Linked DNA regions of Danio rerio: all the other regions are linked to region 1. A link is a contact called in public Hi-C data. All regions are on one chromosome and are shown on one strand. The core of a region is the stretch at or near the end of the contact, and the rest is flanking DNA. Distances in the headings are between cores, read along the strand shown. Region 1 holds the start of melk (maternal embryonic leucine zipper kinase). Region 2 overlaps pax5 (paired box 5). Region 3 overlaps zcchc7 (zinc finger, CCHC domain containing 7).

Evidence for each region. A called contact is a pair of places that touch in the nucleus more often than the background predicts.
Region 2: a Hi-C map of an unstated tissue shows a contact between it and region 1, with 3 times the contacts expected there. The contact joins the enhancer-like site here to the promoter of melk in region 1. A contact is called at or near these places in 2 of 18 Hi-C or Micro-C datasets (caudal fin and an unstated tissue) and 1 of 4 datasets of contacts at active chromatin or transcription factors (embryo).
Region 3: a contact with region 1 is called in a Hi-C map of embryo, with 2.6 times the contacts expected there. The contact joins the enhancer-like site here to the promoter of melk in region 1. A contact is called at or near these places in 7 of 18 Hi-C or Micro-C datasets (caudal fin, embryo, fibroblasts and 2 more) and 3 of 4 datasets of contacts at active chromatin or transcription factors (caudal fin, embryo and gastrula embryo).

Annotation. Positions count from the first base shown.
Region 1 is chr1:23,447,521-23,451,379 of GRCz12tu, forward strand. It overlaps melk (maternal embryonic leucine zipper kinase), which reads right to left and starts at 1,890. Exons shown (of 18, transcript NM_206888.2): 1 at 1,686-1,890; 2 at 710-790; 3 at 525-610; 4 at 249-365; 5 at 17-160. The coding sequence starts at 773. frmpd1a (FERM and PDZ domain containing 1a) reads right to left here. Exons shown (of 17, transcript XM_005170936.5): 17 at 2,370-3,859. The coding sequence ends at 3,621.
Region 2 is chr1:23,298,406-23,301,975 of GRCz12tu, forward strand. The region is part of intron 1 of pax5 (paired box 5); the gene reads left to right. Among named protein-coding and RNA genes, the nearest start is that of pax5, 4.0 kb to the left of the region's middle. Within about 2 kb of position 2,281, at least 34 of the 62 cell types and tissues checked have an H3K27ac peak or open chromatin away from gene starts, as enhancers often do.
Region 3 is chr1:23,201,489-23,205,328 of GRCz12tu, forward strand. All of the region lies in intron 6 of zcchc7 (zinc finger, CCHC domain containing 7), which reads right to left. Among named protein-coding and RNA genes, the nearest start is that of adamtsl7, 33 kb to the left of the region's middle. Within about 2 kb of position 2,558, at least 4 of the 62 cell types and tissues checked have an H3K27ac peak or open chromatin away from gene starts, as enhancers often do.

The DNA of each region.
Region 1 (3,859 bases), core at 640-3,139:
TCAAAGACAAACTCACAGGTTTGAGGTCTCGATGGGCATAACCTTGGCTATGAACATAGGCCAACGCAGAGATGATCTGGCGAAAAAACACTCGGGTCTCTTCCTCTGATAACCGATCTTTAGCAATGATGTAATCAAAGAGTTCTCCTCCAGGACAGTACTGATAGATTGACAAGATACATGCAGTTAAACATATGAAGATTAATAGGTATTCCTTAAACATCAGAACCACATTCAGCAAAGCATACCTCAAGCACCATGTAGATTTTGCTTGTGGTCTCAATGACATGGTAGAGACGACATACATGTTGATGACTGAGGTTCTTCATTGCCTCAATCTCTATCTTTACTCTGGGCAGATCATCCTAGTAACATAAACACTTGAAAGACACTATTCTGAATTTCAAAAGTAAATTAAATCTCAATATCAGGAATAAATTCAGAAATAACTTCCTTCGTAATTATTAAGGTACTCATTCAAATGTTGTGATTCATGGTAAAGGCATTTAAAATGAATAACAAACCCCAAGATCTTTTTTCTCCATTATTTTGATGGCTACTTTCTCTCCTGTCAGTTTGTGTCTGCCAAGTTTGACCTTGGCAAACCCACCTGTGGATTAGAGTGGAATTCAATTGTACTCTTTATTGAAATTCTCTCTATATATAAATTATATATTATATATATAAATAAACAATTGAGGGACATTACCTGAGCCAATGGTTTCATAAACCTCATAGTGCTTGAGGAGTTCAGAAGTGCTGTCTACTGGCATACTGAATACACATACACCTGCATCAGAAACAGCATGCTTTTTAAACATATTAACATGAGATATGTTTAAAACCTCCTAACTGTCAATATCCCACAGGTGAGACACTTCTTTCTTAGTTTCTGAGTTTGTTTCTTAGCCTGAACTTATCTAGATGAACTACTTATAATACGTATATGATATAATTGATATAATATATCATTTTCAAAATAATAAATATTTTGAAATAAATTGTTTTAAGAGACAACATTACCACTGTATGTTAGCAACAATTCAAAATGTAAAAATAAATCTGTGGAGCATCAGTTTAAGTCATTGATATATAATTTACTTGCAAAACAAAAATATAAGAACAAAGAAAATCAGCTTTGAAAAAAACACTTAAGTAAATTTCACAGGCTACCAACTTTCATCGGCATATGTTTGTTTTGAGCATAAACTCCACGGGTCTAGAGAATTAAGGAAGCTATTCTTGCAGTATTTGCAACATGTCATGTAACTTAATTGGTTTAATGATAAAATAACTAAAATTTTGAAACAGTGAGTTAGGACGTTTTATGCTTGTTAGAAAGCCTCACGTCGTTTGCAATGTCGGTGATCATAACAACGGCACACAAAAGTAAAGTTTCAAGCACAAAGCCTAAACTTTATGTTCAACATTCAACTAAATAAATTTTTCTATCATTTTCTCGCCGTGAATGTGGCAATCATCTCCTCTTCCTAAAACTGTAACGTTACTAACGTTAGATCAGACAGTCGCACAAAAAGCGACGTATAAATCAGTATATCACACAAAATATTTTTTAAATGGAACTGGGTAGAAATATCATTAGTCATTAAATTACCTGACGTACACGCAGTACAGATTTATGAAAAGGGTTTGTTTTGACTGACATGTTTTAATAACAGACTTACCAACTGTGCTCCAATGATGGTCTTTAAAACGCCGATAAAAAAGAGCTCAAAACAACAAATAATGTACAATTTAAGAATGAAAACAGACAATCGGTTACGTTGTTACTTAAAAATTCGAATGTTTTCAATGCGATAAAATTACAACTTGGACTACCAAAACAATTCATTTGAACATGTTTTAAAATTTGAATTTCCCCCTTGGTGTCAGACGAGTTCCTGTTTCCGGTTACGGTTATACGGTAAAAGTCCTTTTGATCGTGATCCAGAAGTGTTTTGTTTCCCCAAATCAATCGCCTTTATAACTGAATAGAAAAGAAATAACGATACAGAAGAGTTTCTGCCGTGTTACTAATTCCAGGTCAGGTTTCATGGCAATATACTCTCATACATACATATAAAGCATAGCTAATTTCAACGTAAACAGCCATTTGAATCTGACACCTAACGTTACATGAAATATAATTGAATGAAATGTAATCTATCTACCCCCTGAATTAGATTATCCTTGAATCATTTTCTTAAAAAAACTGACCCCAAACTTTTGACCAGTGTATCTATCTATCTATCTATCTATCTATCTATCTATCTATCTATCTATCTATCTATCTATCTATCTATCTATCTATCTATCTATCTATCTATCTATCTATCATTTTAAATTTAATAATAAAAAAATACATCACAGTCATTTGGAACTAATTTTAATGGGGTGAATACTGCATTACAATGTTGGTTTTCATAATCCATCCATACACTCACTGATCACTCTTTCAATCATGCATTCATTTTCTACATGCAGCCTTGCCCACTATTTTCAAGAAATACAGTATGCCTATGGCTTACAGCATGCCTTATAAGTAAAGAGTACATGGCAGCTTTTTGGTATTCAGACACATGTACTTGTGGGTAAATGACCTTGCTTATAATTTAGTCATTTGCTATCTTTACGCACTCATATTTGTAATTTTCTGTCACCTTTGAACGAATTTCTACAATAATTTGATCATTGTATGGTGATTATATGAGCAGTGTTTTGTGAGGACTGGAAAAATAGGAGGAATGAATATAAAGAAATGACTTGTCTGTGAAAAAATAAACGAATAGCACCAAAATTAGATTGCTTCTATTTAAATTATAGATTGCTATTAAACAATTATATTGTTCCTCCACATCTATGATCCAAATTATCCTACCTTCTTGAAGTTAAACCTGTAAAGCATATGCAGATGTTGATTGAAAAATCTGCAATCACTCTGCAAATTCATTCATCCATCGGCTTTGGTATATTCATCTTAAAGAACACAAAAATGTTACTGCCTACTCAAGAAAATGTTGTTTGTATTTTGTAAACATTTATAACCCAGGTGATTACTGCAGAACACTTTTAGAGCATTATCTAATAGAAAGTAGGCATGGCAGACAGAAGAAAATTTACTGTATGTGCATAACATTGGTTAGAATAGTAGTGAGAAAGCAAGCAAGAGATAGCAAATTTAAGGAGAGAAGAGAATGTTGGAAGATACACAACACAGAATCCTGATCTATGCTTTCCTCATAAATAGAATAAATTACTGTAATCATAGTACAAAGACTTTTGGTTTAGAATTACATTCAATACTAAATAACTTTACCCCACATACAAATACTGTAAAACAAGCTCTATAGTACCCTGTTAGGAAATTATCTTCTCAGTACATTTGTCTTTTAGGCTAATCCATTCAAAACACTTAAATGGCAGGTTTATGTTTCATTGTCTGCATGTGTGTATGTATTAGTGCATGCTTATTACTGGTATGCCAGTACCTTTGGACACCGCCTTGGTGTTAATTTTATACATCTCATGAGATGGTTTGAGAAAACCACATTTAAGTTATTCTCACAGGTTTGTTGTAGTTTAGGGGGATGGGGGGACTACCCAATGTAGCTGTCCAAAGGTCAAAGGGCAGTGAGAGTGCGAAAGAGCTGAGTGAGGCAGAAGACTGAGGATGTTAATGCAGTGCATTGGCGGGCCAAGAGCTTAATACTGAGCTCAAGACAAGTCTTCCTTTCGGCAGCACTTCCCACTAGCTCTGCTGCCCGAGCAAAGTCCTGATAAGTTTTTGCAACATTTGCTAGTCCTGTAAGTGCTTGAGCATGGCGCTCCCTGCACCGCTGGCAGCTGGAGAAACATAAAC
Region 2 (3,570 bases), core at 1,031-3,530, 150 kb before region 1:
AAATAGCACAACTCCTAAATCATTATTATCTCAATTGTAGCTTTATTTGGCCGTTCATACATTCTGTAATTGGTTATGCTAATTTTTTAAACTGAAAATAACTTTTTTCCCCAAATTTTCCAAGCTAGAATTAGAAGCAACCTAGCTGTTTACAACATATTTGTGTTTAATTTGCTAACAAAAACTGTATTTAAAGAAACCATTATAAGAAAATAATTCCTCCAAAAAAAAAAAAAAAAAAAAGACTGATTATTAAACATTTCATCACGTGAGCCAGAGTTGAACTGGGGGAAATAATAAGAGGCTCCCAAAAAAGGCAGAAAAATTAGGCCTAAAATAATTCAGTGTAGGCTACTTGAACTATTTACATAGTTTGAATCTTTAAATCACCATAATATAATTTTTTTGGAGGCCGCGTTTGAATCTAAATGCAAGAATCAATAGAAAATAAATAAATAAAACTAAAAAAAATGTGCATAAAAAGCCCCCATAATTGTTAAGTAAATAAAACTGACCAACATGTATTACACATCTAACAGAATAAGACGGAATACAAAACGTAAACATTTGTTTAACATTGCAACGTCTATCATTAGTTGTGCGCGTAGGCTATGCAAAAGTGCGCACGTATGTGTGTGTGTGTGTGTGTGTGTGTGTGTGTGTGTGTGTGTGTTTGCGTGCGCGTATGATGAGCTTCTTCACACGAGACCAAGGGTTCGCCCCCTCGTGGCACAAACGGCTCACCGCGGATGAATCTTTCTTTAAAGACACTCGGAGAAAAAGACTAAAATATTGCGTTAAGCACATGAATGGTGAACCTGAATCACATAGTTGCAGTGACGTAAAGGTCATATTTCTTACCACACAGCAAATTACCGACACATATAAAAGATAGTTGTGTCACTGGTTTCTAAGCAAAGCAATTCAGAGTCGCATGCTTGAAAATCTATCCCAAAACTAAGAAGAAAAAAAATCACATTTTTATAGAGTTAATATTTGTGTGCTCTTTTGAAGACTTACACAAAACAACACGTAAAAAAATGAGAGCCATTATTTAAAATTGTGTGCTGTATAATTTTAGAAATTTGTGTTTTATTTTGTATAATGTTTTGCTTCATAGAAATGTATGTTTATATAAATTAGTAAAAGCACAAAAATATTAAAATATATACTAGTAATCCATCGATAAATCATTTAATAAGTGCTGAAATGTAAAATAGTTAAATTAACTAACTAGTTAATTAATTAATTAATTAATTAAGTAACTGTAAATAAATAAATAAATAAAATCAATAAAGTTAGTAAGCATTAATGTTCATAAACTCCTTTTTTGTTTTAAATAATATTGTAATGTCTGTTTTTATACTACAAAATAAAATAATTATAACGACTCTTATTTAAAAACAAACCACAGTTATTAAGTCAGCTAAACTATATCTGACTTAATATCAAGTTCTTAATAATCTGTTTGATAGTCTGTTAATGAAAAATTGGGCTATTAGGCAAGAAAATGTGCAAAAGTAAAACAGTTCTAGTGTCCGTCAAAGCAATGAAGAGGAAGAAAACATAGAAACATAAAAAAATCCCTCATAATCTCTCATGAAAACTAATCAGAGCATTTTACTTAATGCACAATAATCAAACTTTCTATATTCGTTTAGCCTACTAAATTAACACGTTTTTCTCTCGTGGACAATTCTAAACAGCAGTCATAATTGCACATGCAAGTGCGATATTATTTGTTGAATTTATTTCTAATTATGTTGACATACAACAGTCGAAAAGATTTGTTAATTTATATTATAGCCTGTATATTGTTTTATATGCATATATATCTCAGGGAAATGTTGCAATATGTCAGTCTCATGATTTTTGCAGTGTTTTTACAATTAATTATATGGCCAGGATTATTCGTTTAACTGAAAACATGTTCTGTCGCATAACTAATTGTTAACTGTTTATTAATTGGACTTCTAAAAATACTGCAAACGGATATTTTAAAATTTCAATTTTACCCCGTTCCTTAATTGAAATTAGACATGGGATTAGCGACGCCAGAGAACCAACTTCTATCCGAGACTCCCTATTTGTCAGTGCACAATTGGGACAGCACGTCACTTTCATATTGGCTCAGTGATAGCCAATCGGCGTCGTCTTTATCTGAGCGCGACTCAGGGCGATTGTGACGGCAGAGGTGCAGTGCTCGGATAGGTAGACGTCTGTTGATTGACAGTCTCGCTCGGACTCGGTAGTAGATTCAGTCTGCTGTGGCTTTGGCGCTGTCCACACGAGAGCAGGTTCTGAAACGCGCCGTGCGCTCGTGCAGTGTTTGCGCGGTTAAGACGGAGGCTCGACCACTGCTTCTCGCCGCCGGAGCGCTCACACTGAAAGAAGAACACCGTTCGGCGGACGGCAGCTTGGGCGAAAAAGACAAATTATACCACCGTATCATCCATCTGAGACTTTACTTGGATTTTTACGCACTTCCCGACTGCTTCAAAACTTGACAAAGCCTTTTTTCCTTCGTTTCTTGGACATTTTCCTCAAGTTCAAATGCTTCGCACAATGGGTATTTTTTATTTTATATTCAACTTCGGAAAACGTGTTAATTCGGGGTTCACATCATGTACTTTTTAATTTCACCTGTACGTATGTCTTTTGTTTGGGGACCATCGTGCAGTCGGAGTTGCATATTCTTTTCAAAAAAGAGACGCGCTTTGAGCAATTAAAATATAAAGATGCAAGCAAATCGAGCTTATGTGAAGATACGCTGAACATGAAGTAAATGTTTTGGTTTCTCAGAAACCTCACCAGGATTTTACAGATCCCTGGCAGAGACGCGCTCTGACAGCGCGAACCTCGGTCACAGTTCACGGGTCACGGTCAGTGGAGCGAGGATGTCAAGATAGAGCTTGGGAACGAGACTTCTACATTTTTTATCTAAAGCTTAAGAAGACTGATCGGAATAATATTAAAATTCCTACATATCCAGGACTTTTTTATTTCTTTTTGATTAATCTTCTCTGATGTCTGAGTTAGTTGAGACTGGATGTAGGGCCGCAAAAGCAATTGTGTGACCCTAAAGGGTTGTGCCCAGGCCGCCTATTTACATTGTTTGTTGGCTAATTAAAGATGGATAAGATCACAAATTATTTATGAATTTTCTTTTTTCTTTCCACCTGGAAAATCAAGAAAACTTTTTACATAATTCCTTCAACTGATGACCTTAGGCCTTAAGGTTCATTTTTTATTTGTTTACCAAAGTTTCTTTGGACTCCCAAACAGTTAAAACTGTTTAAAAGAAACAAGGACAGACTGACTACAAACGCACAACCCTTTAAAAGAACAAGTACAGGACAATAAAGACTTTTTTGTGTTTTTTCTTCTTCGCGAGAAGGCCTGTTTTAAAACACGATGGAAATCCACTGCAAACACGACCCTTTCGCAGCAATGCACAGTAAGTTCCCAGCTTATAGAATTTAACTTTCTTTGATCTGTCATATGTTTGATCTCGATCTAACTTTTCAGAATTTGTTTTAAAGAACTAGAAAAAACAAAAACACGCGGATT
Region 3 (3,840 bases), core at 1,308-3,807, 250 kb before region 1:
AGACCTTTTTATCTCCTGATGGCACAAGGTGTAACTAAAATGTACTATCTATTGGCAAACCATCATCTATAGTGAATAAAACTATTTCCTATAACCTTGAATTCACCACAAGGTTTTTGAACCACATCTGGCTCCATTGTGTGGTGTTAGAACTACTGAATGAAATCCAGAAATGTTAATTCGCCCCTTTCTTTATTATCTGTTCTAAATAAACTATTCCAATGATTTGCCCTGTTCAAATTGATCACCCAGAACTTAAAAACTGTATATTCCTCATACATTTCACTTATGCTAATGGTTCAATTAAATTTCATTACGGTGTGAAGGATTACTAGGCTGATCAGTTTGAGGAAAGGAGGATTTTATAAAGAAGTTTTAAAAATGGTAATTGCTCACCAATATCCTCTTAAAAGGTTTGAAATCCGTATCCCCTTCAGACTTAAAATATCTGAACCAAAACATAAAAGCTCTGTAGTGTCGTGCTAAATGCACCTAGCATCACAAAATATGTGTTCAACTGTGTGTGTGTGTGTGTGTGTGTGTGTGTGTATTAAAACATGATTAAAACTAAATAAGTGAGAGTTGATTCTTAAGTTTTCAAAAAATAGACACTTGATTTTGGGAGTTAATAGATTTCTGTACTCCTGCATCAAACAATGTCTTAAAAAAAGGATAAGCTGAATAGATTTTAAAACATTAGGTTTTATACACTCACTGACTTATGCTACACTGAAAAAAAGGATGTCTGCAAAACTGTTGCAAACAATTTAAATGGGTTGAATTTAAACAAATTAAATGTCGTAATGTTCAATTTAATTTGTTTAAATTCAGCACAAAATAAATGCTTTACACTTAACCTAAAATGAATTGTACATACAAGGTATCATCTTTTAATCTTTTTTTTAGTGTCTAAGGATCACAAACTGCCAGATATTTGTTGTGAACATAAATTTTCACAGACAGATGCTCTTTGTTGCTGTATACACTGTAAATGCTTATATGCTCAAAAAATTTAAAGTGTTCAGTATGACCTGACTTGTTCAGAATGATCGTCAAAAATAAATAAATAAATAAATAACACATTGGATAATTTACTGTGAAACTGTAAACTACACTGTAAAATATTTGACCTTAAATTTACAATAAAGTACTGGCTAATAATTGCATTACTTTAACAGTAAGGTACTGTATGTAAATTCACAGTAAATTACTGTGAGGTACTTCATAATAACAATATTTCTGTAAATATTTATAAATATTAAAAAGTGGAGTGGTGTGATATAAGGCTGTAATATGTCCCCAACCTCCCGCAATCCCTAACCCCAACCCCAGAACCATTCAAATACAGTGTTATAGTATAATCTGATGGGATAAAATGTCAGGACACAGGAACAGCAATAAAATTAGCATCTTGAATCTAAAATAACTCTTGGTATAAAAATAGTTCTGTGAAAGAAAAAAGTCAAAATTGCAAGATATAAACCATGAATCTATGACAAAAATTGTAACATTTTGAGAAAAACATTATTTGTCAGCTATTTGTGAGCTATAAAAAAAACTCAATACAAAATTCATTATTGATAGATATAAAAAAATAACAACTTGGTGATACAAAATTTTGAAGAAATAAAGATCAGAAATGCAATATATATGCATTAAATGTGGAAAAAATAATAACAGAGTATATACAGGAATCAGAGAGTGATATTCAATACCTTTTAAGACCTTTTTTAAGACTCTTTCCATACATTTTAAGACCTTATAACCACTTTAGGTTTCAACCGGGAAACACTGGCGAGATTTTAACTTACAGTATATTTACTAAATGTTAATGTAAGAAAGTAATCCAAAACTAAAACATTGTTCATATACTGAATAAAAATCTACTAAATCTAAATAATTAAGCAGGTTAGCGCCTACAGAACTGCAGATATAATGGCAGTGCCTTGGTTACTGCAGTAAACAAAGCAGTATTTTATTGATTTCATAAACTACACAGCATCCTGATAGTCACAGAAATTAAAAATATATATATAATTTAATATTTTGCCATTGTTAATACTTTTTAAGGGCCTTAAATTTCTTTACATTGATTTATCCATTTTTGATGACTTTTTAAGGCCCGATGGACACCATAAATAACTGCAAGAAAGCAGTATTATAAATTATTATACTATAATATAAAGTATAAGTTTGCTATACTAGGCTAGATTAAAAAAGTTATAAACAAAATATTCTGGGTGGGGAAGCATTAGTTCTTAAATACAGTTGAAGTCAGAGTTTTTTTTAAACCCCCTGACATATTAACCTCCTAACTACGCAGGTTAGGGTAATTAGGCAAGTTATTGAAAAACGATGGTTTGTTCTGTAGACTATCGAAAAAATGTAGCTTAAGGGGCTAATAATTTTGACTTAAAATGGTGTTTAAAAAATTAAAAACTGCTTTTATTCTAGCCGAAATAAAACAAATCCGACTTTCTCCAGAAGAAAAAATGTCATTAGACATACTTTGAAAATTTTCTTGCTCTGTTAAACAACATTTGAGAAATATTTAAAAAAGAAACAAAAATTCAAAGGCGGTGTAAAATTCTGGTTTCAACTGTGTATACTGTTCATTTTTCGGAAAAAAAAATGGAATTACAAAATAAGAACTCTATTTTGATAAAAACTCTATTTGCAAGTTTATGTGAATCGTGATAGAAATGTACAATTTTGAGGAAAGAAAAAAAGTCAGGATTGTAAAATTCTCAAAAAAAAACAAAAAAAAACTCAATTTTGAGAAAAGTCTGAATTCTGAGATGTAAACTCATTTTGAAAAAAGTCAAAATTGCAAAATATTAACCCAAATTTGTGATTTTTCCTTTTCATCCTGTGGCAAAAACTGCCTTCCAAAAAGAGAAATATCGTTGCATCATATTAGTTCCATATGTAACATTGGTCCAATAAAACTTTCACTCTTTGCATAGTAGCTTCTGCGAACACTCGCACTTCTCTCTGTCAGTCTCCTTTGGGTTTTGTGGCAAACTTAGAGTTGAGTGGTTGTTTGTTAGTAAAGACAGGTGCAGGCCTCACCCCACCACACACACACGCACACGCACACACACACACACACACACACACACACACACACACACACAAACACACACACACTTGCACTCACGCGCACACACACACACAGTATAAACAGACCCAGTAGAAAGGGACTGGTCTGACAGAATGCCTTTTCACACCTGACTGGGCCTAGCATAGGGCGACAGGCCAGAGCTCCCAAAGCACGACACACGCGCACACACACATGGGTATCTGTACTGTATTTAACTTTGAGCCCTCTAGACTCCAGGATAGTTTAAAGGCCTTAAAGACCGTCTGTTGAGGGTGACTCAATTTAAGTACCTACACACACAAACAGAACCAGGGCAGGACCCAGAGGATGAAAGTAATGCACAAGCAGATGGACTCAGCCCAGCAGAACCAAGTGGACCTGTAGGAAAGCATCACACACTCTTTTAAAACCCTTATAAAGCCTGCAGACCCGGGCGACAGTCAGCATATGTTGTCCATGGTCAGGCACTGACACAGGCTAAAAACAGCAACTCACTTTAACAGCAAAAAAACCTGAAGCTGAACAAAACAACTGTGCAAATATTTTTCACTTCAAAAACTGATAGTAAATTTTACAATAAATTATTATAAGGAAATTGCTAGTAACACACTAAAATTATGAAAGGTAAATAAACATAATTACCATCAATATGCCAGAATTATTACACACAAAAAAACTTTTAATATGCAATCTCTTTTGAACTGTTTTCTTTCTGTTTGCTTTAAAGAGACATCTAA